Regions from separate parts of the Mus musculus genome. Here all the other regions are linked to region 4. Evidence: chromatin contacts called from public Hi-C and HiChIP or PLAC-seq data. All regions are on one chromosome and are shown on one strand. The core of a region is the stretch at or near the end of the contact, and the rest is flanking DNA. Distances in the headings are between cores, read along the strand shown.

Evidence for each region. A called contact is a pair of places that touch in the nucleus more often than the background predicts. HiChIP or PLAC-seq counts read pairs in DNA pulled down with a chosen protein or histone mark.
Region 1: an H3K27ac HiChIP or PLAC-seq map of embryonic fibroblasts shows a contact between it and region 4, with 12 times the contacts expected there. The contact joins the enhancer-like site here to the promoter of Bdnf in region 4. A contact is called at or near these places in 1 of 15 datasets of contacts at CTCF or cohesin (the NIH/3T3 cell line), 10 of 115 datasets of contacts at active chromatin or transcription factors (the NIH/3T3 cell line, cardiomyocytes, a colorectal cancer cell line and 6 more) and 1 of 9 other capture datasets (embryonic stem cells).
Region 2: an H3K27ac HiChIP or PLAC-seq map of a colorectal cancer cell line shows a contact between it and region 4, with 10 times the contacts expected there. The contact joins the enhancer-like site here to the promoter of Bdnf in region 4. A contact is called at or near these places in 1 of 15 datasets of contacts at CTCF or cohesin (the NIH/3T3 cell line), 2 of 484 Hi-C or Micro-C datasets (the C2C12 cell line and myocytes) and 8 of 115 datasets of contacts at active chromatin or transcription factors (the NIH/3T3 cell line, a colorectal cancer cell line, embryonic fibroblasts and 4 more).
Region 3: a contact with region 4 is called in a Hi-C map of pancreatic cancer cells, with 2.6 times the contacts expected there. The contact joins the enhancer-like site here to the promoter of Bdnf in region 4. A contact is called at or near these places in 6 of 39 promoter capture datasets (the 3T3-L1 cell line, 3T3-L1-derived adipocytes, the C10 cell line and 2 more), 1 of 484 Hi-C or Micro-C datasets (pancreatic cancer cells), 3 of 115 datasets of contacts at active chromatin or transcription factors (the NIH/3T3 cell line, embryonic forebrain and embryonic limb bud) and 2 of 9 other capture datasets (adipose tissue and embryonic stem cells).

Annotation. Positions count from the first base shown.
Region 1 is chr2:108,621,430-108,624,646 of GRCm38.p6, reverse strand. No RefSeq gene overlaps it. Among named protein-coding and RNA genes, the nearest start is that of Gm39905, 260 kb to the left of the region's middle. Within about 2 kb of position 1,731, at least 57 of the 459 cell types and tissues checked have an H3K27ac peak or open chromatin away from gene starts, as enhancers often do. A contact at or near this core is called in the NIH/3T3 cell line, a colorectal cancer cell line, craniofacial prominence and 2 more, where this site is marked.
Region 2 is chr2:108,159,012-108,162,348 of GRCm38.p6, reverse strand. No RefSeq gene overlaps it. Among named protein-coding and RNA genes, the nearest start is that of Gm23749, 81 kb to the right of the region's middle. Within about 2 kb of position 1,563, at least 3 of the 459 cell types and tissues checked have an H3K27ac peak or open chromatin away from gene starts, as enhancers often do. A contact at or near this core is called in a colorectal cancer cell line, where this site is marked.
Region 3 is chr2:108,516,004-108,519,092 of GRCm38.p6, reverse strand. It overlaps the pseudogene Gm13916. Among named protein-coding and RNA genes, the nearest start is that of Gm13912, 230 kb to the right of the region's middle. Within about 2 kb of position 1,567, at least 4 of the 459 cell types and tissues checked have an H3K27ac peak or open chromatin away from gene starts, as enhancers often do. A contact at or near this core is called in pancreatic cancer cells, where this site is marked.
Region 4 is chr2:109,691,667-109,694,842 of GRCm38.p6, reverse strand. It overlaps Bdnf (brain derived neurotrophic factor), which reads right to left and starts at 1,280. Exons shown (of 2, transcript NM_001048142.1): 1 at 934-1,280.

The DNA of each region.
Region 1 (3,217 bases), core at 482-2,981, 1.1 Mb after region 4:
TCATATATTTGGTTTTTAGTCTTTGTTTAATGATAAAGAAAGAAGCTCAAAGCATTAAGTAGCAGCTATAAATTGCTCAAGTTGGGCTTAGACCCTGTCCTGTCTAATTTAAACTTACACCCATAGTCACTCTTTCAAGATGATGTAGTAATTGTTTTTATTGTTTTGGGATATATTTTTCTATTTTTTTAACAAGATACTAAGTTACCTTGTTCAGATGAAGAGTTTATGTGTCTTCCAAAACCTCTTTTGTATTCTAATCTAGCCAAATACTATTATTTCCTAGCAAAATAGAAAGTTAACATTGCTTTTATATTTTCCATTTTATTAAAACTAATATTACATTGACCTTCTGTAAAATTAGGGATAGATTATGTTTAAATTTCTAAAATAGTGTCAATTTCATTTGTTTTAAGTAAATATATATTGCTAAATCTATTAAACTGAGCACACATTTTTACAATACCACATTTCTGCCATCATTTTAGACTGAGTAGATTATCAAATTTTTCAGGTAAAGCTGTTGAATGAAGACAGAGGCCATAATTTTCCTGACCATTAACATGTTTTCCTGATAGAGAATAAGGTCATAGTTGCTGAACAGCCAGAATCATGTCTTCTAAGAACTGACTCAGATTGGTGTATCATTCCATGCAAATGAGTAAGTAGACAGCAGTACAAGAAAATATGAATGAGTTATCTTAGCTTGAATCGTTTTCTAAAGTAGAATTTATGAACCCATTTCCTATGTTGTTTCTAAGATGAACAATTAAGGTAGAGTTAGTCTGACTGCTAAAAAGAAGGCCTCGTACCAATAAACAGTAGATTACATTAGTCTGGACAGTGAGGTTATACTAGCTTGCTGGTTTTGTGTTTGTTTGTTTTTGTTTTTCTTAACAGGAACTAGATATAGAATTAACATTTTATGTTACTATTCTAGTTCAAACCATAGTAGTTTCTTAGGCTATCAACCTTTAACTCATTCCAAACTTGTTATTATGGAAAGGGATTTGATTTTTAGTTTCCCAGTAAGAAAGACTGGGAGATAAAGGTTAAGCTTCGGACAACATGATGATATAGGGATTTAGGCTGGAATGTGGTCTGAGTGCCCGGGATTCCGTTTTCACCCCTCAGATTAGTGCTTTCCAATGTGAAATGTCTGCTCCCTCATCACAGGAACCTCATAGTTTACGAGTTAGAGCTTGTTCATTTATGAAGCAAAATAGAACTGCGTAGCTTGGCCACATATCAATTCCTGTGTTACAGTTTCCCCTTTGTCCAATGGCTGGAGAAGGACCTGCCTAAGATTTGTCTCTCCTCTGACAATGGGAAAAGATGTGTTTGATCTACAGATACATGATTTTCTAAAATCTGGTTTAAAGAACCACCCTCCCCTTATTTTTCAGCACAAAATATCCACCTTAGTATTTAATCCTTATGGTTTTTTCCAGTGTTGTTTGAACTGCTTCATATGAGTACTTACATTCAAGCACACTCTTGTTTTGCTTTTATTTTGCATACTCTTCTAAGTCTGTGCTTGCTTGACCTTCATTGTTAAGCCTTCACATACCAGTATTAGTGGGAGACAATGGCAAAGTCTGATGCGCTAACTTCTACTGAAAGCTGCTTCCCTTCCCCCATGTCATACTGCCCTTCCTGGGGAAGGTAAAGAGAGCCTCCCTGGTTTAATCACCACATTCCACAAGGGGAGATGTCACTTCACTAGCTTTCCTTTCTGTGCCAGGAAATCAGCTCAAAGTATTTTTCTTCAGATAAGTGAACATGCTTGTCATAGCTTACTTATGCCTGTTAAATCTTTCTATGAAATATTTTACAGGGAAATATGTAAATATTTTGACGGCTTGTGCCATTCTGTTCAGACTGCTTTATAGATTACACATAGAGCCCAAATGAAACAGGAAGGGAAAGCAAGAAGAAATGTCTTAATGCGGCATTTTTTCATTAATAAAGACAGGGGGATCAAAGGATGTTTCTTTATAAATGGACTCTTAATGTAAACACACAGGAAGAATGATATATAACCCCGGGCTGGCCCCAAGTGATGCTGGTATAAAGGAACTACACAGTGAGTTTCCAGTCCAGTATGTCCTCCTACCTCCTCCTGGCAGCTAATATGGAGTCTCCTCTATTAACTCCTTAGGAGTGTAAGGTTTGCAAAATGTACATTAATAGAAATTTTATATATAATAAGATTTTACTGATTAATTGGATTTTAGATGAAAAAAGTCTACAAACTATTACTATATTTCAGAATTTTATGACATTCTTTAATTGATTACAAAGTATAGTCTGTAGGTCTGACCATTCTCAATGTAGCTGGGCAGGGAAAAGGGAGAATTTTACCTTGTCTTTCATATTAAATGGGTAAAATCAAGTCTCATTATAACTTTAGCTATTTACTTTTACTTTCTTGTGGTTATCAAAACAGAGTAAACATCAAAATGTAGCCATGTCATTTCCCTAGGTGTGGCTGGGCTGTGGTTACATGATCATTTCTCTAGTGTCTGTAATGTCTGGGGTTTTAATCAGCTTTTATTTTATTAAGGGGGTAGAAAATACAAGTGCTCTGTCTTTCTGAGGAAAGTCCTGCTGTTCTCCTGTGTGCACTTGATTGTTGATGTACCACTTTCCAGAACTGAAACAAAAGAACAAATCTACAACCTTAGCAACAACCACAATAAATATGCATGGCAAAGAAATAGGAGTTGACAGTTCAGCTGCTGAGCTAAGGCAGGTAAATAGTGAGTTACAGCCAAGGAGCAGTGAGTCCAGCAAGCAGCAGCTGTGCTGAGGATTATTTCCTCCACCATATTTTCTCCATGCTACCAACAGAGGACTCTGAGATCGGGCACAAACATATTACCAAATCGTAGCTCATAAAAATGTTCTGAGGCATAACCATACAGGGAACATCTCAATGTCGAGAGTTGGGGTTGGAGTAGCAATAGAGGATTCTGATTAGGAATTGATTTTGAGTACACTAGGACTCTCAGAAAAACCCTTAAAAGTAGTTAAAAGTTGGTGGTGATCAGCCAAAGCATAACATGTTTTCCAAAGAAATATTAGCTTGGAAGTCGTGATGGTTTTTCAGACTAAAATTTATCAAGAAATTAAGAGCCCTTGAATATGCTATTTTCCTTCTCTTCATAACTAGACTTCAAAATGAAAAGGTTGGGCTGGCAGGATGATAAAGTGG
Region 2 (3,337 bases), core at 314-2,813, 1.5 Mb after region 4:
TAGGTGATTCTAATACTTCACTTTCTCCATAGGCAGATCATTTGAAAAGAAACCAAACAGAAATATCAGAAGTAACTGCAATAGAACATGTAATGAACTTTACATAAATCCTTCAGAATATTCCATTTAAACCTCAAAGAACACACTCTACCCAGCATTCCAAATGTTATTCCTGTTAATCCTGACGACTGCCTCTCTCCATTTAATCAGACAGAAATATGAGGGGTCACTGGTTCTATGTCATTATCTTATATTCACGTGTTGATATTTCTCTCGTCAGTAGCTATGTTAAGCTCATTACCTCAGACCTAAGACTTAAAACTCCAAATGCCCTAGATGTGATTCTGTTTTCTAAGTCATCACAATTTGTTTTCTTTCCTAAACTAGTCTGATGACATAATTCTTTGTTAAATGTTTTCTACTGACTCTTTGTTATTTGGGTGCTATTTCTCATTCCCTCCAATTGTTCAGACTTTCTGGCAATAAAAATACCTTCCCATAATAGTAACTACATAACCATCATCAGGGAGCAAAGATTTGAGTCTTGAATACTAGGATTAATGGAAATGCAGGAGACCTCTCTTTTTTTTTTATTGACTTTACCAATTGGTATTTATTAAATTCTACTATGACCTCAAACCAGAATACAACAAATGAGGATGTAACCATTTATATGAGTAACTATTAGTTGTCATGCTGTAAAGGAGGTAAGAACTGTGCTAGCTGCTTGAAGCAGGTTGAGTTGGAAAACATTGTGTTTATGTCTTCATATCTATTAAAGAGTTCTCATTGTACTTCATATATTTGATGGGTTAGAGAAAATTAATTTCACTTAGCTTTTTGTAACTGAGCACAAGAATATTTTGTGTGTGCTACTTGTTAATAAAAGGACACTTGTTAGCTTTGGTGAATTATTTGACTTTAAAAATTGTTAGATAAAATATCAAAGGATGGAATCATTTCTTGACCTATTTCCATGAGAACGACATTTTCAGAGACTTATGAAAGCATTCATTAGAAGTGAATCACATTGTATTTCCTTCAAATAATTTTTCCATTCAAGTGACACTTAATTCATAGTTTACACATTCAGGGCCAAGTAACTACACAGTCCACATTCCATGGGAGGTACCAAAAATTTATAAGATGTTTCAGGCTTCCTGAATGTAGAGGTTATTATGTCTACAGAGATGACAGCAAGTGTGATGGGATAGTAAGACTGTCAGCATGCTTTTGATGTCTTTTAAACAAAGACATAATGAACACCGACTCATTCTCACTCAATGTGATCATGTGAACGAAAAATGTTGTTTGGGTCTTGGGATCTTAGGTATGCAATGAACCCAGATCCCACTCCAAACTCTTTTTGTTTTTGTAGTGGAAATATTTGCATTCTTTAGATTTCAGCCTCATTAAATTTGTAAGCAGCAAAGCATTTCGTGCATTTCTTCATGTGACAGTCTCAGTAATTTCAATAGGCCTTTACCAATTTACCACACTACAGTATCCAGCGTAGGAAATTCATGCCTTACAAATCATGTACATGTTTAAGCTAGATGCCACTGAGAACAGTCACCAGTGCATTTGTAAGTGTAGAATACCTATTTCCCCAAAAGAAACAAACCATGAGTCAATTACTCTATAAGATAATTTGATAAGTAGGAAAAGCCACTTTGCCTTCCTTAAAATAGCACATAAAGTGAATTTCTTCATTTTTTTTTGTTTGTTTTTGTTTTTGTTTTTGCTTTTTGGTTTGGATGCTGAAGTAGATTCTCTTTGCTATTTTCGTGGTATGTTTCAGCCTGGAAAGGATTTTTTTCCAGATGTTCTTATGGACTTCAGGCTACTAGAAATACAGGCAGCAGCCGAGACAGCATTGAGGAGCTTGGTATTCCTCGCAATAATATAATTAGAGTGTAATAATGATATTTCATTGTGATTCCAAAAACATCTCACAGAGAATAAAAATCATAGATATGAAGAGAAAAATCTATAATAAAATACATCGTAAATAAATATTATTATGGCATAAACCTGTGACAATGATATTTTACAAAATTTACCTTTAATATTTATTGAAGTGACTTTCTGTTTAGTGACTGAGAGGTTTTTGTTTTGTTTGTTTGTTTGTTTGTTTTTGTTTCCAGTCAATGACTTCTTCGATAAACCCACAGAGAGTTTTCTAAAAAGAACATTCTAGGAATGGATAAAAAATACCTCTCTTCAAACCTCCCCTTCTGACTAGAAATTTTATGATTCAATAATATTTTCATTCCTTGCCTCTTCCAGTCTATAAGGAAAGTAAATGCCTCCTTAATATTTTTCTCTATGGAGATTTGAGGAAATTCTCCAGCCTTTTCCCTTTGTCCATTTACACATGCATCTGAATGTATACAAAGGAGGCAAAGGTGCCATGGAATATTGAGTATAGTGCAGTAAGCAACGAAGTGCTCCTGGTAATCCTCCAAAGAGATCAGTAAGAGATCATTTGTGTGTTTAGCCTTAAAGAGATCCCCTTTAAGGCTAAACACACAACTCTTATATGAACGAGTAGCAGTGGAAAACATATACTGTGTTACTCTATTCCTACTTCCTGTTAAAAAAGAAGTATTTCTACTTCCTGTTACACAGGAAGCCATGTAGATGTATCTTGCCTCATTATTGACTCTGGACTACTCCCTGACTTAAGTATTGGGGCGAGGCTCAGAGGCTGAAGTGTCTATTTAGCAGTTCTGTAAAAATCTGTAAATATAAATCTGTCAATTCCAGCAGTTTCTAGGAGGTGAATGAGAAAATTCTAAATTCTATAATCTTTTTTCTTTTTGATGTGAACAAGAAAGTACTGTGATAGAACATTATTCTAGGGAATAAGTTACCATTAGCCTGGCATTTAAAATTTAGATTCTGTCACCATTTGGATCATTAGAAACAGGTTCAAAGTTCCAACCTGTGGACAGAGTGATCTAAAATGAAACATGGGATTTTATTTTCTACTGCTTCCCTCTTCTTTAACTTTCTTCTTTATTGGCAATACCTGTAATTGGCTCATTCAGCCAGAGAAACTTTAATACACGAATTGAAACTTACTTAGCTTTGAGAAATATACTTGTCTGCGCTGAGTTATAATTTTTTGACTTTATCAAATGGAAAAATCCACTCACCATCCTGAGGATGAGTTAAGAAGAGGCACAATGTCCAAAATGAAGTGCTATTGCTGGTTCAGGTAGCTGTGGAGCACCTCAAACAAATCTCTCCCAATAGAGGACGCTTCACCCTTCTAATATCAAGTCTTACCTAAGTCACTAAAATATGCTTCTTCCTCAATTTTCCTTTTCCC
Region 3 (3,089 bases), core at 318-2,817, 1.2 Mb after region 4:
TTCACAGCTAAGAACCAGAAATAAGAGAGAACATTACAGGTTTGTCTTTCTGAGTTTGAATTACCTCTCTTGGCACAAACCTTTCAAGTTCTATCAATTTTTATTCAAATTTTTATGACTTCATTTTTCTTTACAGCTCAATAAAATTCTATGTGTAAATGGACCACATCTTCATTATGCATCCATTGGTTCACAGACATGTAGGCAAGTGCTACTCCTAGCTACTATACAGAGAATCAGAGAATAAGAATCTGCTAGGATCTCTGTAGTAGGGTGCAGGTCAGTGACAGTTCTATTTTTACTTCGTTGCAGATTCTCCACACTGATTTCCACAGTGGTTGTATCTGTTTATACCTTTACCAAGAGTGAAAAGCGTGCCTCTTTTCCCAGAGCCTTGGTAGGACTTGATGCTAGTCATTCTGACTGCAATGAGATGCAATTTTAAAGCAGTTTAATTTGCATTTCTATAATTATTGGTGATGTTGAAATCTTTTCAAAATATTTATTAGATGTCTGTATTTCTTGTTTTGTTAACTCTGTTCAGTTTTTGTTGTTGCTTGGCTCATTTGTTGTTTTGCTGTTGTTGTTTTATAGATGTTTAGCTTTTGAGTTCTTTGTATATTCTAGACATTAATTCTCTGTCAGATATATAGCTTGCCATAGTCTATCTCTTTATTTAATTAACAGTTTCTTTGGGAATACAGAATTTTTAAATTTTTATGAGGCCTCACATGCCAGTTGTTGGACTTACTTCCTGAGTGAGCAGGGTCCTATTAAGAAAGCCTTTATCTTCTGACTAAAATATTTGTTCATATTTTCTCTATTGCTTAAAACATTATGATAGCTCTCTAAATATCTGATGATAAAAACATTGTTCAATGATTGCTGATGAAACTTATCCTAAACAATTTACTATTATGCCTACTGGGGCAGACAAACTACTTGACCCTCCTCTACTGGATAATGTTATCAGTTGGTGAAGACTTTTCTTGACTCCTGAATCTACTCTGAGCTTCATCCAGATCAGTCTGCTTGTCCCTCCTTTGCTTGGAATCCTGTTTTTTGTTGTTGTTGTTGTTGTTGTTTTGTTTTGTTTTCTTTTCCTGCAGTTATCATCTCACCCTCATGGGCCTCTACTAGGCCCTTGACCCTTGCTTGTATGTTTATAGTTACACATGTTTCTTAAAGAAGCCACACAGATAGTCCTCACAGCTACCATCAAGATTGACATCAGGCTCTCAATAAACTTGTGAAGGACTGAAACATTGTTTGTGATTTCTCCATCCCATTACCTACAAGTTGAGTTAATGTACTAACATTTGCCACATGACAAAGAAGGAAGATAGCAAGGTTCTGAATTAATGAAAACCACCCACACTAGCCTCATCATTCACAGTAAAACATTGTGTTCCAGATTCCACAGGTGCAATGCTTACATTTAATTGCACTCATCCAACTCTCCTTATGCTGAATGTCTGTATACATCATCCTCTGGGTAGGATCAACTGTGCAGTTTCAGATCCATTTGTTTCAAAGCCCCAGGAGGACTCTGTGTTCTTGTGTGACTTCTTGTTACTTCCTGATGACTCATGGAGTATAAGAGCAATGAAACTAGATGCTGTGCAAATAGATTCTCCTGGGGAGAAAAATTCCTCTTTAAATCAATTTAATTTTCCAAGTTTTGTTTGAAATGTGAGCAGAGCATGCTACATCTTTGTTTTAAGGAACTCGGGCATCTTTACTGGTCCCTTAGCCTTAAAGTGTTCTTGAAACCCAAAATGATTGCCTTCACCTTACAAATTGGATCATTCTTATAGTGTGGTAAAATATCAAAGGCTAACATTCATTTGTTCTGCTTTTATTGACAACCCAGTGGTACAACAGAAAAAAATAATAAATGTTAAAGTGATGGATTTCTATAGAGTGTGTTTTAGCTCCAGAACTAGAAAAATCTCATATCCCACATTGTACTTATTTATTAGGTTAATATGACATAAATGTAGAAGCGAAATAGCTTGAAACACAGAGGCATAAGAAAAAAATGCTGCTCAGCCAGGCCTCCAGGCTTAGCTTCCTGTTTATATTCTCCAAAGCACATTGTCCCACCCACATGTAAAATGTTGGCTTATAATCTTTTGAACAGTGGGCATATTGGCAAAGTTCTCTCAGCTGTCCTCTGGCTAGGAAGCTTTACAATGAGAATGGCTCCCAGTTGACCAATGTTATGTTTTGAATACACACTATAATGAGTCAATTTACACAGGCAAACATTGGCTCCCCTTCTTGATTTGTTTTTCTGAATCCTACAAAGAAGAAAGGCCAGAATTCATTAGCTTGCTTCTCTAAGTCTTCTGCCTTGATCCCCTAAGCATTCTCTTGTTGAACTCCTACCAATCTTGTTGCAGTGTATATTTATTGAATATTAATGCTGGAAATAAGGATAATTCTAGGCTATACTATAGATCTTGCAGATTTAAAATGCCAGTTAGCATAAGATCTCAAAGTATGCTTTCTATAATAAAAGTGTGCCTTTCTTATTTACCTAGTATTTTTAGATGTTATTTGTCATTAAATTACACACACACACACACACACACACACATATATACATATATATATGTATATATATATGTATATATATATGTATATATATATATATATATATATATGGGAAAACACATTTTCATTATTCTTTTTTATTTTTTTAAACAAAAATATCTTTTACAGTTGTATAAATGTATACAATGATTTTCTTTCATGTTCATCTTTAATGACCTTCTCTTACATTTCTATATTTCCTCTTGTAACACTCTTTCCTTTCAGTTGCTTCAGAGATCAACAATAATAACAAATAAAAATACTAGCATTTCTACTAATATTACTAGTAGTACTATTAGTACTACTATGACAATGACAATGACAACGATGATGACTGGTTAGTGACCATTTACTCTGTCCTAACCAATGCTTTTAGAATTTTGTAAATACCAAGTCAGTAAATCTTCATAATTTGAGGCTCAGAAAGGATGTGTTACACACCTACTCCAACAAGTCCTCACTTCCTAATAATGCCACTCCCTGTGCAAACC
Region 4 (3,176 bases), core at 31-2,530:
CACAGCCTGTGGCTCACCGCCCTCAGCAGCCCCGGGGGGAACAACACCACCCCCCCCCCACCCCCGGCAGCAATTTCCCCTTCTTCCTTGTCATCAAGCACAAAGCCCCCATCTTCAGCTATTTCTTTCTACGCTTAGGTCGCTTATCCATTGCTCTTCCTGTTTCAGCATCCCTGGAAATCAAAACTAGCCTCTTCATCCTCCATAAACACCCAACCTACTCCCGGATGAAAGTCAAAACTTTCACTTCCTCAGGAGGATGCCCAAAGGGAGGTGCGCAGGATGGACAGAGGGTCGGATACAGGCTGTCCTGGAGTTCCGCAGACCCTTTCAGGCCCCAGCGATAAGAAGGGTCCCAAGTTTTCCTAGTTAAACGTTGACCTTGGACCTGTAAGTAAGCTTTGGTAGTACTCCCTAGAGAGCAGGTGACAGTGAACAGCCTGTTGTGATACCCAGGAAAAGAGATGAGGACAGAAGGCGCCAAGACCCATTCTCGGACTACACACCACCCCGGTCCAAATTTGCGTGGAGAGTGCCTAAGCCGGTGGTAAGGGCTCTCATCCCAGCCCTGTCCCGGTGCCATCCGTCTGAGCCCCCAACAGCTGTCGCTCTATATCTCTCTCACCACCCTTCCTCGTCTGCGGGAGGACTTCGGGGATCCCCGGGACGCAGGCTTAGCTCCCATGGCGCAAGTCGTCCTCTTCCCTTGGCTTTTTCTCTCACACTGAAGGGATTCCTGGGGTCGCACTGTCCCTCAGAGTCGTGGGATCCCGGGAGAACGCTCCCCAGGAGCAAGCCCGCCCCTCCGCTGTCCCGGGACGAAGGTGAAGCCGGAGTTCTGCAGTCCCACAACTTCTCAGTCCCCTAGCCAACTTTCCCGGGCGCACGCGCCTCTGGCTCTCGCACTTAGCCCCACGCCCCGCAGTCGCCTACCTCAGGGTCCACACAAAGCTCTCGGATCCCCGGCAGTGGAGTCACATTGTTGTCACGCTTCTGGTCCCTGCGCCCTGCCCTGGGCCCCGTGCGCTTTCTCGTCTGCCCCAAGGCAGTGGTGGCAGTTGAAGGAACCGGGTCTCATCAAAGCCTCCCAGGCGGAGGTGGCGCGCCGCCCCAGGCGGTTTCCTTCTCCAAGCCCGGGAGTCCCGGGCGCACTGGGAACCGTGCGACAGCCAGCCAGCGGGTGCGCCCCGGCACGGCAGCAGCGACGGGCACCCAGAGCTCAGCCAGAGCCAGGCACTGGGGTCAGACATTATTTAGCTCTTCGGTTGAGCTTCGATTGGTCAGACAGCGCCGCCCCTATCCCCTCCCTGCTCCGCCGCGCCACCGATACCCATTGGGGTGGCTGCTTAAAGGGGACGACGCGCCTTTTCCTTGCGGGGGCTCAGCCCTCGGAAGCCCTCGGAAGCCCTCGGAAGCCCTCGGGGTATCCCTGATCGCCTTGCACTGGCTTCTCTCCATTTCCCCGGAGCTCGCTGCTTAAACCCAAAGCTCTGTGCCTGCCCTCTGCGGTCTCCGCAGGGTGCCCTTTGCTAGGAGGGGTGGTCGAATCCCGGTTCCTAGGCACCCTACTCCCCGCAATGTGCTCTAGAGTAGGAGGAAGCGAGTGTGAGTCTCACACGTTCAAATCTTTCTCCCCTGGTTTGCAACTCTCCCCATCTTTTCCATCCCAGCACCCAAGTTCTGTGGGAGAGGGCGTGCATCCACCCCCACCCCCAGGCCCCGGCCCCAGACACACCTTCCCGCACCTTCCCGCACCACAAAGCTAGAAAAAGCGAACACACAATGAAACTACACAGAGTGTGCGGGGTTATGGTTTACTCCGCTACCTTAAACACATCGGCTTAACCAGAGTTTGCGCCCTGACCTCTCCGGAGTGTGCCTAATAGAATTCAATCAAGATAATAACAGTATTTTTTATTAATGAATAACCCCGGATAGCATTACACCAAGTTACTGCTTCTAGCCGGGAAGCCTAGGCAATAACAGACCTCACTAAAGCCATATGCTTCCCAGCAGACCAAACGGGGGCGGGGGGGGGGGTGAGGAAAGAGAAAGAAAAGAAACCCACCTTTTTCAGTCACTACTTGTCAAAGTAAACATCAAGGCAGCTGCTCTGGGGAAGACCGGTCCCCAAGGTTCTAGACTCTTACTATATATTTCCCCTTCTCTTCAGTTAAAAGGGGGAGGGGGCGAGTCTTTGGTGGCCGATATGTACTCCTGTTCTGCAGCAAAGAAGTTAAATTATTGATAGTGGAAATTGCATGGCGGAGGTAATACTCGCACGCCTTCAGCGAGAAGCTCCATTTGATCTAGGCAGAGGCTGGGAGATTTCATGCTAGCTCGCCGGGGGTGGGTGGGGGGAGCGGCAGCGAGAGCAGTCCTCTCCTCGGTGAATGGGAAAGTGGGTGGGAGTCCACGAGAGGGCTCCACGCTGCCTTGACGTGAGCTGTCATATGATACCTCCTCTGCCTCGAAATAGACACTCTAGTGCACGAATTACCAGAATCAGAATTCCGCGCATTTAAAATGATACATCTTTTATTAGAAGAATTCCGTTCCAGGGCATTGCATGCTTTGTAGATGTTTTCACTTCCAGTCCTAGCAAATTCACGCACACAGAAGCCAAGCCTGTCATTATCTAGGCAGCAACAACACATCAATATATATATGTATATATACTTAACCAGGATTTAGGGTGAGGGGTGGGTAGCTCACTAAGCCCCCTTCCTCTAGAGCAGAGAGTGGTCTTTGGACCGTTTTTGTTTGGTTGTTTGATTTTTTTTTTAACCTATGAGAGATCAGTTACATGACTAGGTTCTGGAGGGCTACTTTCATTTAGCTGTATGATAAACTCTGCCAAGTGTCTACCTGGATTGCTGCTTTGTTAAACGTTGCCCCTCTAATCCAGCCAATAAGTAAAGGCTAGGGCAGACAGACCTTTATTATTCATTTTATTTTATTTTTTTTTAGAAAAAAATATAAAAGAACAAGAGGGCAGTATTGAGCACGGTGCCACAGCCTCTTGTTAACATAATCACCTGTCTGAGGATTAAAAGAGAGGCTCCTTCTTCTAAGGCTGGCCTTTAGTATGTCTGAGACAGGGCCCAGTGATTAGCACTGTAATAAGCAATTCATTCACAGACGATTTCAAGTCACCGTGAAAAATTGGCATATGT